Linked DNA regions of Sus scrofa: region 1 is linked to region 2. Evidence: chromatin contacts called from public Hi-C data. All regions are on one chromosome and are shown on one strand. Each heading gives the region's core, a stretch centred on a gene start, on an enhancer-like site or on the middle of the called end of the contact. The rest is flanking DNA. Distances are from core to core; before and after follow the strand shown.

Region 1 (6,677 bases), core at 2,439-4,938, 270 kb after region 2:
CTTTTTAGGCTGGAAAAATACAGATGAAAAGAAAAGAAAAGCAAAGAAAAGCTCTGGTTCTCTGATTTGGCACCGAGGCCCCGCCCACTTCCCTGCTGGCGTTAGAAATAGCGGGCTAGTAGCTCTTCTCCTCAGCACCCCCTTCTTTACAAAAAGCCTCAACCGAAAGCCAGGGAAGCCCTTGGGAGGTTGGTTCGCTGCTTTCTCCCTTTCTCCAAAAGTGCTGGGAGTGGGCCATGTGCCAACCCTGGGATGGGCAATGGGTGCCACCTGTGGGGGCCCTGAGCTTTGCTCTGGAGTGCTGTCCACCCAGCACCAGACACAAAGGCCCCAGACTGTCCTTGACCAAGAGTCAGGAGCAAAGGCCTTTGGTCATTGTGGGTCCATTAAAAAACACTCCTCCTCCTCCACCCAGCTGCTGCCTTCCACAGAGTCTATCCCTGCCCATCTTGAAGGTGAAAGGACCCTCCAATAAGGCCCAGATTCCACAGGTCCACAAAACTTTTCTCCTCCCCAGCTGTGGGGCTTCTCCTATTTGTGCAGTCCTCCTGAGCATGTCTTAGGGGAGGGAGAGATCACATATTCCATAGATTCCATAGACTGAGTGAGGTAGACCCAAAGTGTCTGGCACCCGCAGGCCTCTTCAGCAGCAGCTCTGAGCCCTGGACCCTGGAGCTGCGATTGCCTTAGGGTCAGGCTGGCAACTATCAAATCTTTGGGGACTTGAACACCTCCCAGGTGCTCTGTCCTGTGGCAAATACCATCAGGAAGGGGGCTAGGCAGGGAGGGGGCTGCAGAGTCTAAAGAGACCTTAGCTGTGCTTGGAGCCTTTTTTAAGGCAGGCACTCAGCTGCCTCTGGGGCAAGAAGTTCTAGTCCAGACTTGCTAGAACCAATTTCCTGCAAATATGGGCGAAGGGGAGAACTAGCGGCATATGGACACACACCTACGTGTTGGGTAATGGCGTTACAGGTCCTCTGTGCTTGCTCTGTAATGACTTTTCATATGGCACACACTTCGTTATCCAAGATGGCAGGTGCCACGTGCATTCTCCTGGCAGGTCTGACTCTTGGGCTAGGCACCCAGAGGCCACAAAGAGGGCAACACTAGAAGAGATAGTCTTAAGTTCCAGAAAATCTACCTGAGCTGAACGTGGGCAAGACCCAGTCCTGAAGGAAGTTCAATCTTGAAGCTAAGGGTCCAGGGAGGGGCATATTCCAGGTGGAAGCTGTGGCCAAGTTTTCAAAGTTTACCCACTTTTTCAAGGTTAGTATTCTTAGACCTACTCCAGCAATAGGGACCTGAAAGGTCACACAGGCCTCATCTAATAGTAGAGAGAATGAGAGCAGACAATAAACTAGCCCAAAGTCTTACACCAGAAAGGTACAGCCCAGGCCCACTCACCTGCACAGACCACGGTGTTCCCCACTACTGCCTAATCATGCCAAGGCCACAAGCTGAGACCTGCCTGCCAATCCTTAACTGTATGGCTGAGGAAGACATCTTGGAAAGAGTGGGTTGCCCTTTCTTTTTTTTTTTTTTTTTTTTTTTTTGGTCTTTTTGCTTTTTCTAGGGCCGCTCCCTTGGCATGTGGAGATTCCCAGGCTAGGGGTGGTCTAATGGGAACCGAAGCCACCAGCCTACGCCAGAGCCACAGCAATGCAGGATCTGAGCCGCGTCTACGATGTTAACCGTTGAGCCAGGGTTGCCCTTTCTTGGGACTAGCAAGGTGGACTCTGAAGCTCAATGTGGCCAGGGGTAAATACTTCCCCATGTCTTCCAGAGTCCTCTAAGACCAAGGAAACCCTGTGTGGCAGCACACAGGACTCTGGATAAAGCGGCCTGGACACAGCAGGGATCAAAGTCAAAACTTGACCTCAGGGCTCTGGACCCCCATTCCAGTGCTCCTAGCACAAGCTTGTGAGTACATTTTAAAAGGGAGGAACCAAGAAGTGTGGCCTAGACACAGACTGCACTGTCCTAAGCTGAAGACAGAGCCGAGGCCTTGTTTTGGCTTGGGTCTTGACACCTGGAGCCAGAGAGGCCCCAGCCTGCAACAGCTCTGAGCCAAGAGGGGAAACAACAGGAGGCGGAAAGGACCAGTCCGGGAAGGAGCTAACCCCGGGATTTTCAAACCCGTAGAAACCGCCACAACATCCCCCTCTTCCACTCCAGCTCCTCCACCTACTCCCCTGACTTCTTCCAGAGAACCAGCACCACGTGTTTACACACCGCCCTGAAAAAGAAGCAAAAAACCAAAAAACAAAAAAAACCAAGATCCCCCTTTATGCCCCCTCGTCCAGGAGCTCAGTGACCGGGTTCTCAGATTGAAATTGGCCAGAGCCCGAATTAGAGCTGTGAGGCCAGAAGGTGGAGGGGTCTTGCCTCTATTCTGCCCTCCCCAACCACCCACAGGAGACGCGCCACGACCATCCGAAATGACCTGCCCTCGCCTCCCGGTGGGCAGACTCCCGGGGAGGCCCACCCGAGGCAACTTCCGTAGAGGGCACGCGGAAGTGCCGTGCCCTTCTCGGCCGTGGGACCCGTGGGGTTAAGTCCGAGTCCCCGCCCAGCGAGGAGCAGAGAGCCGTGAGCCGGGCGGTACCGGCCGCGGGGCAGCCGGCCCGGTTAGGAGAAGGAAAGGCGGGATCCTCCAAGAAGTAGATTCTCAGGCGTCCGCCTATGGCCACTGCCAACTTTCCCCCACTTCTTTCTCCTACTCCCTCCCCTTTTCCCTCGCGAACCGCTCGGGTCCGGAGCTCCTAGGATGGGGGTGGGGCACTGTCAGCAGGAAAAGCCAAATATTTGAGGGGCGCCGAGCATGTCCAAACTCTCTCATCCCACTGGTCGGCTCCAGGTCAGAACCCGCCCGGCAAACAGCGGCCCCGGTAGCAGCGTGATGACCCAGGGGACACTCGGCGGGGCATTTCGAAAAGCTGTCCAAAGTTTTTTCCCCCTTGAGGCTGCCTCCACCCCTCTCTCTCCCCTTCTTCCCGGCACCCCCTTAAGTCCTCCGCCTTCTCTTCTCCCCTCTCTCCTCCCCACCTCGATCCTCCCCTTTTCTTCTCCCTGCGTCTTCGCTCTGCTCCCCCCCCCCCGTCCGTCTCCTCCCACGCTCTTTGGGCGTCCGCTCCGTCAATCACTGCCGCCGCCGGCCCCTGCCTGGCCCTCTCCTCCTCCTAGGCTCGCGGAGCGCCTCCGGCTCCGGTCTCGGGCCGCCCTCCGCATTGCGCGGAGCCCGGCGATCTGTCAGCGGAGCTGGCTGGGTGGGGGGAGCCGCCCGGCCCGCCGGGGCTCGGGTTACCAGTGACTGACAGCGTCTCCATGGCGAATAATTTGACTCCGACTATTGTCTGGCGCGGGCAGGCCCCGGGTCAGATAACCAGACCAATCAGGACGCGGGCCGCCGCGCCCCATGCCCGCTTAGAATAATATTATTAAAAAAGCAGCTAGCGAGCTAGACGGGAGGGAGAGAGAGCGAGAAGCTAGCGAAGGAACGGTGGGCGGGCGGCGGGCGCGGAGCATGCGGAGCGGCGCCCCGGGCGGCCCCCGGGCTTGGACGGGGCGCTGGCTAGGCGCGCGGGCGGCGGGGGCGCGGAGCGGCGCAGGACCCGCGGCCGGCGCGAGGACTTACTGCCGTGAGTCGGATTTCGCCCCGGAGCCAGCCGCAGGCCAGGGGGCCCCCCGCCCGCCTCTCGGCCCGGACCGCCCGGCGGGGAGGTGCCCATGCGGTTCCGCGCCGCGCGGTGAGGGCGCGCGCGGGCGGGCGGGGGCGCAGCCGGCACCATGTCCATGCTGCCCACCTTCGGCTTCACGCAGGAGCAAGTGGCGTGCGTGTGCGAGGTGCTGCAGCAGGGCGGCAACATCGAGCGGCTGGGCCGCTTCCTGTGGTCGCTGCCCGCCTGCGAGCACCTCCACAAGAATGAAAGCGTGCTTAAAGCCAAGGCGGTGGTGGCCTTCCACCGCGGCAACTTCCGCGAGCTCTACAAGATCCTGGAGAGCCACCAGTTCTCGCCGCACAACCACGCCAAGCTGCAGCAGCTGTGGCTCAAGGCGCACTACATCGAGGCGGAGAAGCTGCGCGGTCGGCCGCTGGGCGCGGTGGGCAAGTACCGCGTGCGCCGCAAGTTTCCGCTGCCGCGCTCCATCTGGGACGGCGAGGAGACCAGCTATTGCTTCAAGGAAAAGAGTCGCAGCGTGCTGCGCGAGTGGTACGCGCACAACCCCTACCCCTCACCCCGAGAGAAGCGCGAGCTGGCGGAGGCCACGGGCCTCACCACCACGCAGGTCAGCAACTGGTTCAAGAACCGGCGGCAGCGCGACCGGGCAGCCGAGGCCAAGGAAAGGTACGAGTAAGTAGAGCTTCGGCGCCAGCTCCCCTGGGCTCCAGGGAGGGGGTCCCAGGGCGTAGGCTCAGCCCCCTGGAGAGGCCTGAACTGGGTCCCCAGTCCCAGCCAGGGTCTCGCTGCAGCCTGGTCTGACCAAGACGGAGCTTTTGGGAAACCAGGAGATTAGAAATTTGTCTAAAGCGGGTAAGGCAATCGGGAAGTTGTCCACTAACTCCCTGGTCGCTCGTAAGCAAAAGTGGAGAGGCAGCGAGCTTCGGGGCAAAAGTGAGACAGCGGGCCTGGATCCCAGGCAAGGGAGGCACAGCAGGCAGGGCTTGTTAGTCCTCCGAAGGGCCGAGGAGGACCTAGGGTTTGGGCGCGGAGGGACTAGCTATCGATGGTTGCGGGGTTTAGAATGCCTCAGGGAATTTACCAGCACGTCCCAGAACTTCTCGTCCACGGATTAGGGATCAGCACTCAGATTGGAACTTTCTTGATTGACGACCTAGATATGGAAGGGCCTGGGCAAGAATTTTCCTTGTCTGGATATGGCAGTTCATAGGGAAAGGCTTTTATCCCGCATAGAAAGGACCAAGAGGTGAAAGGCTTGGGGAAGAAGTGTTTGTCAGCTCTAGGAGAGAAGCACATGTCCCTTTTCTGCCTCGTTGGGCCCAGCAGCCTTTCCCTGGCCCTGCCAAGCTCTTAGCCCCTCTTTCCTCAGGCTCTACCCTCTTTGGAGGATCCGTTGGCAGGTCTGGGGTGAGTTGAGAGCAGCAGAAGAGCTGGGAGTTGCTTGTCCTCAGGGAAACCAGGACTTCCTGAACTAGCCATGCAGTTGACCATTGGCCCTTGTGGCTGCCAGCCCTGTGGCCCCCTCAGAGTCCCAAATCTGGAGGGGGAAATGGGAAACTGATTATGGGAACAGAATCCAGCCTGAGTGTAACAGCAAAACAAGACACCTGGGATTGGTGATATGGGGTGTGTGGCAGCCCAGAGTGAATGGTCAGGATCAAAGTGGGGGTGCTGAACAGTGGACTCCGAGGTGGGATGGGGCTGTTTCAAGCTCACCCCCTCTCTATGGACCACAGTTGGGGTATCCACAGTTGTAAGGTTTTAGCTACCAGCCCTGTGGGAAGTTCCTTTCCAAGAAAAGAGAGGAGGCCCTGGGAAGCCAGGAAAGCAAGACTCTACCCAAGAATTCACATCTCCAAATCTGAGCAGGGGAGCTGTTGGTCAAAGGCAGGGCAGGAGGTGGGTTCTCCCTGCTGAGGTCCCCCTCTACCCAGACTGGCCTGTATCCAGAATCTTAAAGAACTGGGTTCTCTGGCTAAGTCCCTCAGTTTCCGGTATGGTGGGAAAATCTTGGCCAAGAAAGGCAGTCCCCTTCGTTCTTCTTTCTCCCTTCTTCCAGAAGCTGCCCTCCAAGCCCCCAGCTTCCAGCCCCCAACCGAAGGTCCCACTGTGCCACGGGGGAGAAGGAGTCTGCATCCTTGGGGCCTTGTCCCTGGGCCCAGCACAGAAAACCTTAAATCGGCCTACTGGTTGGAAACAGAGGAAAAAGACCTTTAGCTCCAGAAAACTCTGCCTTGGATAGGGATTTCCCTCCAGCAGAGAAAAGCAAAGGGGGACCAAGGCCTGGGAGATCCCCAACTTCAAGTGAACCCCCAGCCTAGAACCTGGGGTCCCTGACTCTCCTGGCACCACTTCCCTGCAGCAGACCCTGGCTTGAGGAGCCAAGAGTGTTCTGAAAATCCAGGCATCTTCTCTTCCTCCCTGTCTCTCTCCCCAACAATTCCACTGAATCCTGCTCCCCTGCCCCTCCACTCTGGAAAAGCAAAGCCAGAAACTCCGTAGGGGTAAGTGAGGAGGGCAGAACACTGCATGCAGATGAGATGCTGGTGAGATTAAGAGCAGAGGAGGTGGGCAGGTAGAAGGGATACGGGGGAGAAGTCTGAGAGAGAGAAATTGGTTCTGGAGAGACTGAGAGAACTGAAAGAACCGGAGCGGCGTGTCGGAGAAAATGACAGAAACCGAAAACCCCCGCAGGCGCCGCGAGGCGGCTCTGCCTCCGGCCGTCCTGGCGCCAAGCGGCCTCGGTTTCCCCGCTGACCCGGCTGCTTCGCTCTTGCACTTGCAGGGAGAACAGCGAGAACTCCAACTCCAACAGCCACAACCCGCTGGCTGCGTCGCTGAACGGCAGCGGCAAGTCGGTGCTAGGCAGCTCGGAGGACGAGAAGACGCCGTCGGGGACGCCAGATCACTCGTCGTCCAGCCCCGCGCTGCTGCTCAGCCCGCCGCCGCCGCCCGGGCTGCCGTCCCTGCACAGCCTGGGCCACCCTCCCGGCCCCA
Region 2 (7,471 bases), core at 764-3,263:
TTTAGGAGATCAAAGTAGGGAGGGTGGTTGCCAAGGTGATCATCATTCTCTATGGGCTTATAGGCAAGGCCTGAAACAGGGATGCCTTCGGGTCTGGGGAGACGCAAAACCCCTAATGAAAGTTCCATTTGCACTCTCTGTTGGTCCAGCGGGTGTGTGTGTGTGTGTGTGTGTGTGTGTGTGTGTGTGTGTGTGTGTATTAGTGGGGGAGTGGAGCCAAGGAGAAAGGATGCAAAGCTGTGAGACCCTGAAGGTTGACTTGCCATCGAAGAGCTTATCTGCTCATTGCTAGCGGGAGTGCATGGTCCCCAAAGCTGGGTCTGAGCAGAACAGGGCCGACACAATTATGGGGACGGAGGAGTTTGAAGGCCAGAGGTGGGACAAATCCTATCTGGCTTCTGTGGTTAGAGGAGGCTTTCTAGAAGAGCCTGACCTCTGGGAGGTGAGGCCTGGGGGTAGGGGACTGTGAACCAAGGGAGCTGAAAGGAAACACACATGGGAGGGCGAGGCAGAGAGTGAGAGGCCGCCTTGTAAAGACCAAATCCAGGTGGGGCAGGACCTCAGGGGTCCTCAGAGAGCTGCTCGGCGCCCTAGCTCCTGCTCTCGCTTTTCAGCCTGGCGTTCCTCGCTGTGGCATTTCCCCACGAGCCGGAGGCTGCTTCAGAGGTCAGCTTCTAGAAACAGGAACTGGTGATTAGCAGATCAATTAATTAAGATCCCGAGAACCACTGAACTACCCACTGAACTACCTGTCTTCTGTTAACCGAAGACAGACCCCGGCCCCTGATGAGCGCTCTGGTTCTTGAAGAAGGCGACCAGGACAGCAAAGCAAAGACAGTACAGGCCCTGCCCATGGGTGAAATTCCAGCAGCCCAGCTCCGCTGATGACAGAAATGACCGTAATAAAGCAGGGAGGCCACAAGTCAAACAAATAATTTGGTTGACAAATAGGAGTATAAACAAGACCTTGATTAATGAATTTCCTAATAGTTCTCTGTTTATTGACATTAGCTTAGCTTGGTCATTAGGCCTGACGTGGCCCGTGTTTGTGGTATGGTATTATATCTTCCATTATTTTAAGACCCCTTTACCACTTTGGGGGTTGGACGTTTTGTGTCTCTGAGTTCTGTTTCCCTGGCTGGACCATAAGCCCTGAGTTCTGAGACCCTGTGGTGTGCTTATTGAATGAAAGGTCACGGAGCTTCCTATGCATGGTAAGTAGAAAAAAAATGAGAGATGTGAGAAGAGCCGCCAACTTCAGCATCCTAAGTGGGCTGGGAACTGAGTTCTAGGACCCTTTCATTATAACTTGTTGCCTTTTTCACGAATCGATGAAACCTGTTCCCTTTTTTTTTTTTTAAAGTATTTTCTTTTCTTTTTGGTGGGGGTGGTCTTTTTTTTAGGGCTGCATCTACAGCATATGGAGGTTCCCAGGCTAGGGTCAATCGGAACTGTAGCCTCTGGCCTACGCCACAGCCACAGCAACGCCAGATCCTAACCACAATTGCGACCTACACCACAGCGCCTGGCAACGCCGGATCTTAACCCACGGAGCGAGGCCAGGGATTGAACCTGCGTCCTCATGGATGCTAGTCAGATTTGTTACCGCTGAGCCACGATGGGTACTCCAAACCTGCTCTGTTTTGATTGCTCCATGCCTGGGGAGGGGGGAGCATCCCAGCAGGCTTACCTTTCTGGTGCTACAGGCCTTCAAAAAGGAGCGCAGAAGGAAGCAGTCGACCGATAGCACATGAAATAGAGGAGCATTATCCCCTGCAAACAAGAGCTTCCCGTGGCTCAGCGTAGCCATGACTTAAGACTGCTTCTGACAGACCTCATCTTCCTAAAGCATTTTGGGGACCCTCAGCCACTGTGTCTGGTGGCCAGAACCCAAGCCAGGGTTGTCCTGGAAGGGTGCCAGCAGGCCTACAGTTAATCACCAATCCCTGGCCAGTGCATGCCAGGAACCATTGTCCTTGTCAACGGCGTGGGCCCTGTGGTGCCCGGCCAACATTCCAGCCCGGGGCGACTCTGGCTGCAGCTTGAGGTACTTGGTGAAAAGCAAAGGCAGGAGGGGTTGAAGCTGTAAATGCCAGCTGTATTTTTATTGGTCGTCTGCAACTTCAAAGGTTTCCTTGCTTTAAAGGAGGCACAAGCAGGTATCCAGGCAGCCCTCCACGCTCCCGGCCTTGATGCCTTATTGATTTTCAATGTGGCTTGACTCCCAGGTGAGCAGACTTCAAAACGGTCTGTATTTTTCTGCTGTTGTGTTTTCATCCCCGTTAGTTTCCATCTCCAGCAAGATTCGGTTTAGGTCTTGAGGGGCAGCTTTTCCTTCTTCAGCTTTCTCTCCATAACTTTCTGCTGGACAGGATCTCAGACAGCCAGGGTCACTTCTGCGGGGGTGTATCTCATGTTGTTTGTACCGAGCAGGACCAGCTGCTGGCAAGTGTGAGGGAGAAGATGCAGTCCTTGCCCCAGAAGGGTTCGCTCCTATCTGATCTTCCAAGTGTGGCCGCCATGGCAGGTGGGGTGGGGCTGGTGGCTTGATGTGGCCTCCCAGTTGAACGCCCTTGTGCCGAACTGACCTCAGGCCAGCAAGTGTTTATTGAGCTGTGGTGTGCCTGGCCCCGAGTCTAGAAGATTCACAAATGCTTACTGGAGGTTAGACAGGTTATTCTTAGCAGTTAGGGAATCAGGTTATTCTTAGCTCATCTTTATAAATGAGGAGGCTGGTTTTGCAGGGGTCTAATAACATACCCAAGTTCACTTAGCAAGCAGATGGCAGGGCAGGATCTGACCCCTGGGCTGCTCTTGCTACCATCCCAGGCGGGGCTGGGGGTGTGCCCCTGTGTGTGTGTGTGTGTGTGTGTGTGTGTGGGCGTGCGTGCACGCACGCGTGCATTGAGAGGAGAAGAAGGAAAGAACACTAGAAACTTCTCATCTCACTGGCAGACACACCTACTCCTGTGCAATAAACAAACAAGAAGAGGTTAATGTGTAGGTGATAATAATAATAGCTCACACCGTTCCAGCCCCTACCGACCCCTACCGGGTGCCAGGGACTGGTTAAGTGTTTCCCCAATGTCAACTAATCCTTATGAGGAAGCTGAAGCACAGAGATGTCAAGTAACTCTCCCAAGGTAACACAGCTGGGAATGTCAGAGTTGAGATTGAAACACAAAGTGTATCTTAAACACTCGATTGCAAGTTCCAGGCCTGCCAGAGAGGGTTGCCAGCAGTGTAGAGAGAGCACTGCCTTTCACTGAGAGATTTTCTGCCTGCTCTCTCACATTTGGCTTCTTGTAAGCCTTCAAGGGTGGGGAGGCAGGAGGCCGAGTCTCAGTGTCACTTCCTTTTGCAGACGAGGTGAGACACAGGGATGTCACCCAGACCACAGCCCAGCCTGCCCTCTTGCCACTACAGGGGTCTCTGTAGGGAAACATGTTGGGACATCGAATAGATGTTTGGCACAAGTGTCTTGACTACCAACTGGGACACCCAGGTCCGTGAAAGCAGTCTCCTAAACAAGCAGTTACTTTCCATCTGCTGTGGTCACAGACTGCGCTGGAAAGTGATTTTTATGAATATAGAGGAAAGTAGCAGGGGAGAGGCTGGGTCCAGGTCCAGGTCCAGGTCCAGGTCCAGGGGAATTCCCCGGTGCCCTGGGCACAAGGCCTCCTGCTCCACAGCCAGGCAGGAGGAGAGGCCTTTGAAGTCACAGACCACCAATAAAATTGCAGCTGGCACCAGGAGCTCCCGGGACTCCAGGCGTGAGATTTTACACCACTCGGGCTGAGCCAGTGCTGACAGGGCTGGAATGTGCCCTGGACTCCCCTTTCCTCGGCAAGAGCCACCAGGGTGCCTTAGCCCCTGGCCACTCCATCACCCAATCAATCACGCAGCAGCCAGGGCCCATTAGCCCCCACAAGGAGCAGCTCACAGTGGAGGTGTGGGCTCAGGACGGACGCAGGCAGCGCCCTGCCACAGCGCCAGCGGGCTCTGAGTCCAGGCTGGCTGTGTGGACACAGGCAACTCCCTGCTAAGTGATGGTGGCTGGTGAAGGCAAGGCCAGGGGAGGAGGATGAGGGCTGGAGCCTCCTTAGGTTTCAGCATGGATGAACGCAGGGAGGCTAGGATAAGGGGGCACGCTCCTGCCCCCCACTTTCCTCCCTCTTCCCTTATCTCCCCTTCTTTCCCTAGTCACCTTTATTTTATGTCTTTTCCAGGGCCTCACCTGTGGCACATGTAGGTTCCCAAGGTAGGGGTCTAATCAGAGCTGTAGCTGCCGGCCTTCGCCACAGCCACAGCAACGCAGGATCCAAGCCGCATCTGCAACCTACACCACAGCTCATGGCAACGCTGGATCTTAACCCACTGAGCAAGCCGGGGATCGAACCCACAACCTCATGGTTCCTGGTTCTGATTTGTTAACTACTGAGCCATGACGAGAACTTCCCCCGGTCACCTTCAAACTGCTGGTTATGTCTGGCCCTATGCTTGGAGTGGCCCCATCTCATGGTCTGAGACAGGTAGGACTTTGGAGGACCTGGAGGAAGAAGGTACAGGACGGGACCCTGGCATCCACTGTGGGGGGTCTCACAAAGCTGGGCATTTAGATTATTGTTTTTCCTACCAAGTCACAGCTTAGAGACATTTTAGGACTTGCTGCAGACAGCCTACTGCCCTCCAGCATGGTTTTTGCCAGTTTACACTTCTCAGCAGCCTTTGAACGGACCTGTTTTCCCACTGTCTCTACTACACTGGCTTAGACTCATTTTCATCTTGGGGACGATGAGGTCTCAGACCAGCCCCGCTTCTCTGCAGTGGAGCTGTGGCTTGAGTTTGTTTGTTTGCCTGCTTCTCCTTGGCTCTGGCCACCCTGGAAGATGGTGCACTTTTTTATACTCTGCTCATCTCCTTGCTGAGCTGAATGGAAGCCTGTGGGGAACCAGCAATCTGACAGCGCTAACCTTGGACATCGGCCTCCAGGATGGCCAGTGGGTCCCTATGCCTTCTTCAGAAGTCCTAGCTGCTCCCTCAGAACAACCACCCAGAAAGAAGGGACACTCAGGAGTCTGAGCACACATGCAGGTAGCAATCACCCAGCTGCAAATCCTCAAGTGCTTATGGCGAGAAGACGCAGCACCTTCCCTCGTAAATAATGATTCTTCATGGACGTGGAGAACAGACTTGTGGTTGCCAAGAGGGAGGGGAGGGAGTGGGAGGAACTGGGAATTTGGGGTTAATAGATGGAAACAATTGCCTTTGGAATGGATAAGCAATGGGATCCTGATGTGTAGCACTGGAAACTATGTCTGGTCACTTGTGACGGAGCGTGATAATGGGAGACAAAAGAATGTATACACCCATGTGTGACTGGGTCAACTTGCTGTGTAGTATAAAATTGACAGAACACTGTAAATCAGCTATAATGGAAAAAAATAAAAAGAGTTATAAAAATAATTAAAAAATAAAAGCAATTCCTCTAATAAATAAATAGTGATTCTTTATGATGGCCAGATCACCTTGTCCAATCTGCTGACCTGCCATTGTCACCAACAGACCCTTTCTGATTCCAAAAGTGGTCCTAGTCCTTTGTGGACATAAAAAAAGAAAGAACATGTAAAGAAGAAAATAAAAGTCATACATGGCCACTGAGGGGAAAAAAAAAAACCACTGTTGCCATTTTGGTGTATACGTTTCCACAATTTTCTCTTCTACATATTTTTTTTTCAGAATTAGGATTATATAAACATGCAACATATTTTAAAAATTATTATAGGAGTCCCTGCAGTGACACACTGGGTTAATGTTCTGGCTTGTCTCTATGGAGGCACCTGTTCAATCCCCAGCCCTGTGCAGTGGGTTTAGGATTCAGCATTCCTGCAGGTGTGGCATAGGTTGCAGCTCCAGCTCAGATTCAGTCCCTGGCCTGGGAAACTTCTATATGCCAAGGGGGTGGCCAAAGAAGAAAAACAAAAGAAAAAATTATCACAAATAATTTAAAAGCTATTAAAATTTGCCATAAACATTTTTGTGGGGTTTGTTTGTTTTGGTGTTTTGTTTTGCCTAGTCTTTTTTTTAGGGCCTCATCCATGGCATATAAAGTTCTCGGGCAAGGGGTCTAATTGGAGCTGCAGCTGCCAGGCTGGACCATAGCCACAGCAGCACCAGATCTGAACTGCATCTGCCACCTGTGCAGCTTGCAGCAATGCTGGATCCTTAACCCAGTGAGCAAGGCCAGGGATCAAACCCGTGTCCTCATGGATACTAGTCAAGTTCTTAACCCCTTGAGTCACAGATAGAACTCCTGTCATAAACATTTTTATTCGCTGCATAATATTCAAACATGAGGTGTTCCAGACTTCTCTGCATAGTCCCCTACTGCTGCAGTTTAGGTGTTTCTGATTTTTTTAATAACAAAATCTATAATGCTCCAGAAACACTTTTGTGCATACAGCTTATTTTCATTTGGAAATTTCTTTTTTCTTTTTTTTTTTCTTTTTGTCTTTTTGTCTTTTTAGGGCCTCACCAGCAGCATATAGGAGGTTCCCAGGCTAGGGGTCCAATCAGAGCTGTAGCCACCGGCCTACACCACAGCCACAGTCACAGCAATGCTGGATCTGAGCTATGTCTGCAGCCTACACCACAGTTCACCGCAATGCCGGATCCTTTAACCCACTGAGCAAGGCCAGGGATTGAACCCGCATCCTCATGGATACTAGTCAGGTTCGTTAACCATGATGGGAACTTCTGGAATATTTCTACATCATCAGTTCTCCTATGTGGAACAGTATGGGTCTTAAAAGAAGGTTGTATGGCTGTTGGTGACATGGAGGAGTGTTACCTGGGGAGGCCATCTGGCACCTGGCCAAATCCCATCACAGTGGAAGGATCAGTCAGATAGCAAATGCATGGGTCCCTATGGAAGGCTGAATGGTGCCTCCCTAACGATGTCCGTGGTGAACTCCCCTGAACCTGTGGACATGTTGCCTTACACACTAAAGGGGATTTTGCAGGTGTGATTTGGTTAAGAATTGGAGATGAGAGATTATCCTGGATTATCTGGCTGGGCCCAGTGTAATCACAAAGGCCCTTATAAGGGGGAGGCAGGAGGTCAGCATCATGGATGATGGCAGAAGCAGAAGTCAGAGAGAGAGAAAGAGAGAGATTTGAAGATGCTGTGCTGTTGGTTTGAGGATGGAGGAAGAGGCCACGAGCCAAAGAAGGCAGGTGGCTTCCAGAAGCTTGAAAGGGCAGGGACAAGATTTTCCCCTAAAGCCTCCAGAAGGAACCAGCCCTGCCAAACTGGATTCTAGCTCAGGGAGACTGATTTTGGGTTTCTGACCCCCTGAACCGTAAGATAACACATTTGTATTGTTTTAACTGACTAAGATGTGGCTTTTTTTTTTTTTTTGTCTTTTATTTATATATTTTTTCCTACAGTACAGAATGGGGACCATGCTGT

Evidence for each region. Hi-C and Micro-C count contacts between places; a contact is called where the count stands out from the background.
Region 1: a contact with region 2 is called in a Hi-C map of skeletal muscle, with 5 times the contacts expected there. The contact joins the promoter of SIX2 here to the enhancer-like site in region 2. A contact is called at or near these places in 3 of 47 Hi-C or Micro-C datasets (fetal heart ventricle, fetal skeletal muscle and skeletal muscle) and 1 of 2 datasets of contacts at active chromatin or transcription factors (skeletal muscle).

Annotation. Positions count from the first base shown.
Region 1 is chr3:95,456,358-95,463,034 of Sscrofa11.1, forward strand. SIX2 (homeobox protein SIX2) reads left to right here and starts at 3,689. Exons shown (of 2, transcript XM_005662581.3): 1 at 3,689-4,352; 2 at 6,466-6,677. The coding sequence starts at 3,787.
Region 2 is chr3:95,185,573-95,193,043 of Sscrofa11.1, forward strand. No RefSeq gene overlaps it. Among named protein-coding and RNA genes, the nearest start is that of SIX2, 270 kb to the right of the region's middle. Within about 2 kb of position 2,014, at least 4 of the 83 cell types and tissues checked have an H3K27ac peak or open chromatin away from gene starts, as enhancers often do. A contact at or near this core is called in skeletal muscle, where this site is marked.